2 separate regions of the Hordeum vulgare genome follow, and region 1 is linked to region 2. Evidence: chromatin contacts called from public Hi-C data. All regions are on one chromosome and are shown on one strand. Each heading gives the region's core, a stretch centred on a gene start, on an enhancer-like site or on the middle of the called end of the contact. The rest is flanking DNA. Distances are from core to core; before and after follow the strand shown.

Region 1 (3,748 bases), core at 323-2,822, 550 kb before region 2:
AAAACCCTATCAGTTCCTATTAATAGAAACGTATGGAAAGAGTTCATTACATCATCCTACAAGAGATTAATAAATTAAAAAATATCAGATTACCTGAAGGCCAGCCCCAACATGTGAACCTAGACCCTCAATGGCTTGCATGTTGGCAAGGCCACACCCATCAGGTTTCATACAAGAAACCTGCAGACAAAAGATTGCAGCTCAGAAACAATAATTGCTATATATAGTCGATATATGCTGGTGCTTTGTTATCATTTCATATCAGATAAGATTTGATGCAAGCCATAAATGGTACAGCTCAAGTGATAGACTATGAGTTCCGAACAGAAGTATGAAATTAATCTGGCATCTACCAAAAGACATCCCAAACAGTTTTGGAAGTTTACAAAAGTAGGACTTGCATACACATTAACTTTATTTATGAGCTATACTTTTATGATTTTTTAAACTCTCGAGTCATTTTGTGCTTTGGGCAACTTTAGTGCTGGTGCAGGTCATGTCAGCAGGCCAGCATTAGTAAATGATGCATATTAATTCATAAACAATAGTGCAATGATCTCTTGCATTTACTACATAGAGCATTAGAGCAGTTTCGCTTACAAAACAGGACTGAAAGAGGCATATTGACAACTACGTTATGTCTTCACAGAGAAAGGAAAGGTGCATTGGCTTTCATGCTTGATTCGCAGATCTGGTTCAGCCGTCTCTTTTATCCTTATTGCAGTTAGCACCTCCCATACTATGATCCATCTTCCTTTCTAAGCATAATTTCAGAATGGTACAGCATTTAGTTTGAAGATATGTGGCTGTGGTTCATCTCTTCATCCCACCCGTAGGTTAACCTTATCCCTGATCAGTCCGCCTTTGCCTCTTCCCATTTTTGTTGTTTCTCTGGTAGCTACCGGTTGTTGTGGGCGTGTACCCCTCACAACCACCAACTGGTTTCCTATGTGAACACATCACCATCATCTTGGGTAGTCAAATGGCAACAATTGTTACAGTTATTATATGATTTAGTATGATTTCTGCTTGTGTGCATTTCTTTCGCTACTAGTCACAAACCCTGGTTATTCGTATTGTGAGATTGTTAGTCCCAATACTCGGCAAGACTTCTCGACATTGATTATGATGGATATGACCTAAACTTCAATGCTGTTTGATTTTTTTCATGAGCCGAGTTCAGTAGCACCTTGTCAAACATCCTGGCCATATTTTTCTTCGCCGCTTGAACTAGGGAAAGAGTTCAGAAGAAGAATGGATACTCTATGTTAGAACCTGGCTGCTGATTCCTATACCAATACATGGCGATCACCATTATGCCGGGCCATTCCTGCATATGTCTTCTGTAGTTTCTTTGGCCTATATAGATGAGTGCCAACAACCTACCCCAACTAATTATGTACTACTTCAAAAAATCTGCTACTGTTAGTGGTCATTACCACATGTGTAGCTACTGTAATTGCCTTGTGTTCAATCACCAGCCACGCATTCGCTGTTACCCCCACAGAGGCTGTTACCCCCACAGAGGGTCCCTGTAGACATGGTGCACAGTGTCCTTTTGCTCCAAGCCATGACCCCTTTGGATTTGCAGAGCGTTTCTGAAAGGTACGTATTTGTTCAGGCCAAGTCTATCATTGAGAGCTTTGCCTTGCCACCTTACAACTCGTGACAGCGAATGAATTACTCGCTCCCTCCCCCCTCTCTCTCCAGGAGTGATTCAAAGACCGTATACGTATGCATCCTAGCCATCATACAAACCGGCAGCTGCCCCTCTGTTAGAAACATTATCCAGCCGTAGCCCGTAGGGATGATACGGACAAGATGTTTGACAGTGCTGTCTCGATCTTTCGCAGACCAGTGTGTGTGTGAACCATACTGCCGATACCATGACCTATCTCAAGTGTCTTATCAGAAAAAAAACTAGTACTATATAGCTTATATAACGCTAGATCAAGGCAAGAACATCCCTTTGAAGTTTAATTAGGATGTGATGGATTGGATACTCTTTGTCTTTTCTTTTACCGCTCATTAATCTTGTGGATGGGTTATCTTGTTGTAGACCAGTGTTGTCAACTTGTCATAGGCTAAGAATACTTGGTCTACCCAATTGCCTGATCTTTCCATCACTTGACCGTGATGATGCGCTTGATTACCAACTGATTTTTAGTGATACTCTGCCATGCCATGTGTATGCTGCTGCTCAGTGCACATGGCCTACCAAGAGATCTAGGCAGCATACAGTTCTGCTATTTCTGATAACTGTGCTATTCCCTGGGGTCAAGGCTCACTGATCACTAACTATTTGGCTCCTATCATATGCTGAATTGGAACAGTTTCTCTTCAGACACTGTATCGTTTAATGGCCACGGTCTCGATCATTTCACTGTTCGATTATTGCCTTGGTTTCGGGTTGTCTGGTACTCCGTCCGTCCCATGATATAAGAACGTTTGTACTGTACAAACCGCTCTTGTATTATGGGACAGAGGAAGTATTTGTCATATTATTATATTGCAACAATCATTATCTGATCTGGATTCTGGCTCTGGATTTGGCTCATCAGGCCAGAAATCTACTTCATCTGGTTGATCTGATGTGCCGGCCGACCAGCCGAGAAGAAGAATCAGAGTCCAATACTGCTTACTTACCCTGTTTTTGTTTGTTGATGGCCTGCAGTTCCCCTGCTCGGGTTTGGCTCCTCTGCAAAGATGCTCAGAGATACGCCGTAGATATTTAGCCCCGATCTCGATGCAACGGGCCGCGGGAAACATCCATTCTTGAAGATCTCTACCGCACCACACGTAAGTGGGTCAACCCCGACTATATATCCTCCCTCGCCCAATTGCTCTCCTTTGTCATGCCAAGGCCACGATCCACGGCGCCGTCGCCGGGCTGGCCGTAAAAAGACGGGGGAAACGGGAGGGGAGGGGAGGGGAGGGGGATGATGGCAATGGCATCATCCGTCATGGCATGGCAGCTGCAGGCTGTACGTACGTGCAGAGGTGGGCGCGCACCGCCCCCCCAATTGGTCGCTTGTTTGGGCGTGCGCGGCCTCGCTGCTGCATCTGTCCCCATTCGAGGGCCAGATCACGAGGGACGGGCGCGAGGAACAAGTCGCCCAGATTTTGGCCGCACGCAGCTGGGGCTGTATGGGTTCGCTTTGCATGTGGGATCGGCCGTCGCCATCGCGGCCTCCCGCCGTGTCTGCTCCGCCTCCGCCTCCCTCGCCGCGCGCAGAGGATTTTAGGTACACTCGGTAGATAAGATCAGGCCGAGGGCTGGGAAGAGATCGTACTGCCGCTACTGAGCGCTCAAGGGGCGCGCGTCGCGTGGACGGACGATCTATTCTAGCGGGCGGGGGAGAGAGCCGGCTTCGTTACGTTTGCCTTGCCTATTTTGGGAATCGGTGGCCTCGGCGTGGTGCCTCTGTGTCCGTGATGGTAAGTGGCGGTGGTACATGCATGCATGCATGTGTGATGTGTCATGATGAACGTTTGGAACTACTCTACGCGCGATCTAGAGTACGATGGACGAGATCATGGCAAGTTTGATAGTTTGGCATTCTCATCCCAAATGTCCCCAAGTGACAAAGTAATTTTAGATGCAAAGAAGTTGCATAAAAGAGCTTCATGTAATGGCAACAACTGTTTGTTAGCCATTTTTTTCGACTTCACACGAACAACAGGAGAATATATAGATAATTAACCGGCTCATCTAGAAAACCACCTTTTTATGCCCTTTAATTCAAAT
Region 2 (3,725 bases), core at 483-2,982:
ACGCTTATATGGGCTTTTAGATACGGATAAAAGCGTTGCTATAGGTGTGGTCCTGTTGTAGTGTTCCCCTTGCTTGTTTGCCACACTCTCCTTCACTCGCTTAGCTTTGCAAATACATGTGAACGTCGAAGAACATTTACGTTATTGAGAGACCGTGGTAAATCAAAGAATGCATGCCAAATCCAAAGATCCTTCAAAGCAACTGCCTCCAGAATTATTGTGGGCTTATTCACATGAACTTTAAACATGACATGCCATTTTCTAGGACAATTTTTCCAAGTCCAATGCATGCAACCTATAGACCCTAACATACGAAGAAAACCTCTTTGCTCCCCTAACTCAAGTAATATATCTCTATCTTCTTCATTTGGAGATCTCATATACTAGTTCCCAAAGACTTCACAAATAGCTATGACAAACTTTTTGCAAGTTGCTAGATTAGTAGATTCTCCCGAGCGACAATACTCATCCGCGACATCAAAAACATATCCATAAGTTAGTAGTCGCATTGCGGCTGCCATCTTTTGTAGAGGATGCAACCCAAGAGCTCGAACAGAATTTCTTTTTTGCTTAAAATAACTATCATGCTCAAATACTACTTCAGCTATGTGATTAAACAAATCACGAGACATTCTATACTTGTGCGTATAAACAAATATGAGATAGAGAGATGACAAATAGGCAAATAAAGAATAATGTTATAATACTAACCTTTGACATAAACAAATATGAGATAGGAAGATGACAAATAGGCAGATAGAGAATAATGTTATAATACTAACCTTTGACGAAAGTAACTTTCGGGAAAAGTTGGATTTTCTTTGAAGTAGTCGTCCGAGAGTAGAATAAATCCGGCATCTCTTCTGCGATACAAATACTGCCGGCCCAGCGTGGACCCGCCGTGACGTCGACCATTCGCCTCCTCTTCATCCTGGCACTCCGCAAAAGCTGTAAGAATTAGATCGTCATTGTCCGATGAAGACAACGACAACGAATTCATGAGCATATCCGAAACGAATCCTGTTTCACTCATTGTATTGTAGGAGTGAAGACACAAGATTTGGAAGAGAGATCAGAGAAGCACAAGATGAAATTATTTAAAAGAGGTGAGAATGGATGATATATATATGCCCGTTGGAGGTTATAAAATGGTAATTAAATTGGTAGTTATAAAACATTATTAAAATATAGAAGAGAGAATATAAACCTTCTATATATAGGCATTCAACGTGTATACGAGGAAATCTTTCCAGTTCATTATCTATATGAATATATAAACATCGAAATATAGACATTGGAGATGCTCTTACTGTTACAACCACCCCAAACAGATAAATGCGCAGATTTTATGATCTACTCAGACAAATCTGACGAACGCTTCAGCACATTAATTCGCGCCTGACAGGACAAACAAGGGCTAGCAAGCAGCACGCAACCATCTGCTGAAACCTAGAAGCCTCATACGAGGCCAGCTCTAGCCGAAACTTTTTAGTGACCCCCAAAAGGCGACCGGTGTAATTTTTTGCCGGATTTTGTGGCGCCCATTCCCCCGTCCTGACGCATCTAGTGCGCTTGACCGTGATCTTTCTCGGCCGCCTGCCTCCTGCGTTCCATGAACCAACACGGGCCGGGGCTTGTGCAAGTTGCTTTCTTGTCCCGATTAATCCCTTCTTCCGTTCCGGCGAGCGCGCGGCCGTATGGCTCCAGTTTCCGCCGGGTTCCTTTTATGTGGATCCGGTTGCGTCCGGTCCCGCTGCCGTGCTGCCCGGCGACCTGGACGCTGTGACGCCGCGCGTTGGAACCAGTGGCGGCGATCGCCTCGATCTAACAGTCGCCGTCGCGGGAAATTCCCGACAGGGATGGTACATGGTTCTGGTTCGGACAAACAGAGTTGCTACTTATTTGAGATATTATTATTTCTACCTGAGATATACTCCGTATGTTCTTGTGACCAATGGCTTCGTTGATTGGACGGCCTGAGCGATGAACTGATGGTGCTAACATAAACGCGGCTTATCGTCATCTTGATTACCAGCGCTGCCTTATCCACTCATCTGGATTCGTAGCTGCTGTACGTGTGTTGGCGTGATAACGAATGACTGGACTGGTGATTGACGTATGTATGTATTCACGTTTCTTTTCTAGTAGTACGTACTAATTTTCACGGAAACGCTAAACCACACGCTCGTGATCTGTTGATCTTGTTCTTGCAAAGTCACCTTCTTTTTAGAGTTCTTTTTATGTCGTGATTATCTACCTGCTGGATATTTGCGCTAAAGCAGAGGAATATGAAATTTTCTTATGATGACACTGTTCATTCATTCGATTCAAGAAATTGATCATAGGAAAAAGAGAGGGATTTTTTTTTCTTTGGATTGAGTTCCATAGGTAAAATAAAGTAATTTGACAATCCACTCAAACCTATTTTTACATTCCTACGCGGAGAGAGCTAGATAAAGCAGACCCTGTCGTATGCTCATGTAAGGAAATAGTTTTTTCATCTTCGTTCAAAAAACATAGTTTGTCATCTCTTTTTTAGATGTATGGTAGCTAAGAAAATCTGTGTTACTGCTAGCTCTATGCTAGGGAGATGTCTAGGTGGTAATTTAGAGTCCATAGCATCCTTTTGGATTGCTGGCAAACCATTAGACCATGTTAACAATATTTGATCTGCTATCCTTTTGGCTATATGAAGACATAGAAATAACATGATCTTTAATGGTGTGTCATGGCTTTCTGTTAAACAGATTTGGTGGATGGCTTTAAAGCTCACGAGGAAATAGACACTACTAGGGAAAAGCCTATACAGAGGACCTCAGTAGTAGCGCTGAAAAAAATAACACGCTGCTGTTAATTAGCAGTAGCGCTGATCCAGTTGAGCGCTACTACTAAGAGCTTAGCAGTAGCGCTGCTTGTTAGAAAAGCGCTACTACTATGTAGGACCAGACGATGCCACCGACGGTAGCTAGAGTAGCAGCGTTGCCCATAATCCAGCGCTACTGCTAAGTTTTTAGCAGTAGCGCTTTGTTTTGCACCACCGCTGTTGCTAGTGGGCCCCAATTAGTAGTAGCGCGCTTCTGTAACAAGCGCACTACTAAAATAATAGCAGCAACGCGTTTTGGTATGCAGCGCTACTGCTAGTTGCGGCTGGTGCCACCTTTCTACCCCTTCCCCCTCTTCTCCCCCACTTTGACCTACCTCCCCCTCCTTTCCCCTCTCCACTCTCCACATCATTGTTGCTCTTCTTCTCTCTTCCTCCTACCTCTATTCTCTCCTCATTAATGTCCCCCTTCACCGTAACTCTCCTTCATAAATGGCCTCTCTCACATCTCTCTTGGTCCTAGCTAGCTACCTCTCTTCCTCTCCCCATTAATGCCCCCCTTCACCATAACTCCCTCTCCATTAGTTAGATAACTAGATTCACCTCTCCTCCCCAACAACTAGATCTAGCTAGCTATTTAGCCATCCACACGTGCTCTTTCGATCGGTCACTCTCTCATCATCTCTCTCGGGCCGGGAGATATATAGGTGAGTAAAAAAAGTTGTTCATTTGAAGAACGGAAATATGTGTGTGAATGAGAATATGTGTGTTTGGGATATATATATATATATATATATATATATATATATATATATATATGTGGAGAGATTTGTGCGAGTGTGACATGCCCTCGAGTTGCTTATGTTTTGCCGAAATGTTGATTTATTTCCGGTTCGGTGAATTT

The links. A called contact is a pair of places that touch in the nucleus more often than the background predicts.
Region 1: a contact with region 2 is called in a Hi-C map of leaf, with 3 times the contacts expected there. The contact joins two enhancer-like sites. A contact is called at or near these places in 3 of 6 Hi-C or Micro-C datasets (leaf and seedling).

Annotation. Positions count from the first base shown.
Region 1 is chr7H:503,979,350-503,983,097 of MorexV3_pseudomolecules_assembly, reverse strand. No RefSeq gene overlaps it. Among protein-coding and RNA genes, the nearest start is that of LOC123413439, 4.4 kb to the left of the region's middle. Within about 2 kb of position 1,572, at least 3 of the 3 cell types and tissues checked have open chromatin away from gene starts, as enhancers often do. A contact at or near this core is called in leaf, where this site is marked.
Region 2 is chr7H:503,432,493-503,436,217 of MorexV3_pseudomolecules_assembly, reverse strand. No RefSeq gene overlaps it. Among protein-coding and RNA genes, the nearest start is that of LOC123409599, 110 kb to the right of the region's middle. Within about 2 kb of position 1,732, at least 2 of the 3 cell types and tissues checked have open chromatin away from gene starts, as enhancers often do. A contact at or near this core is called in leaf, where this site is marked.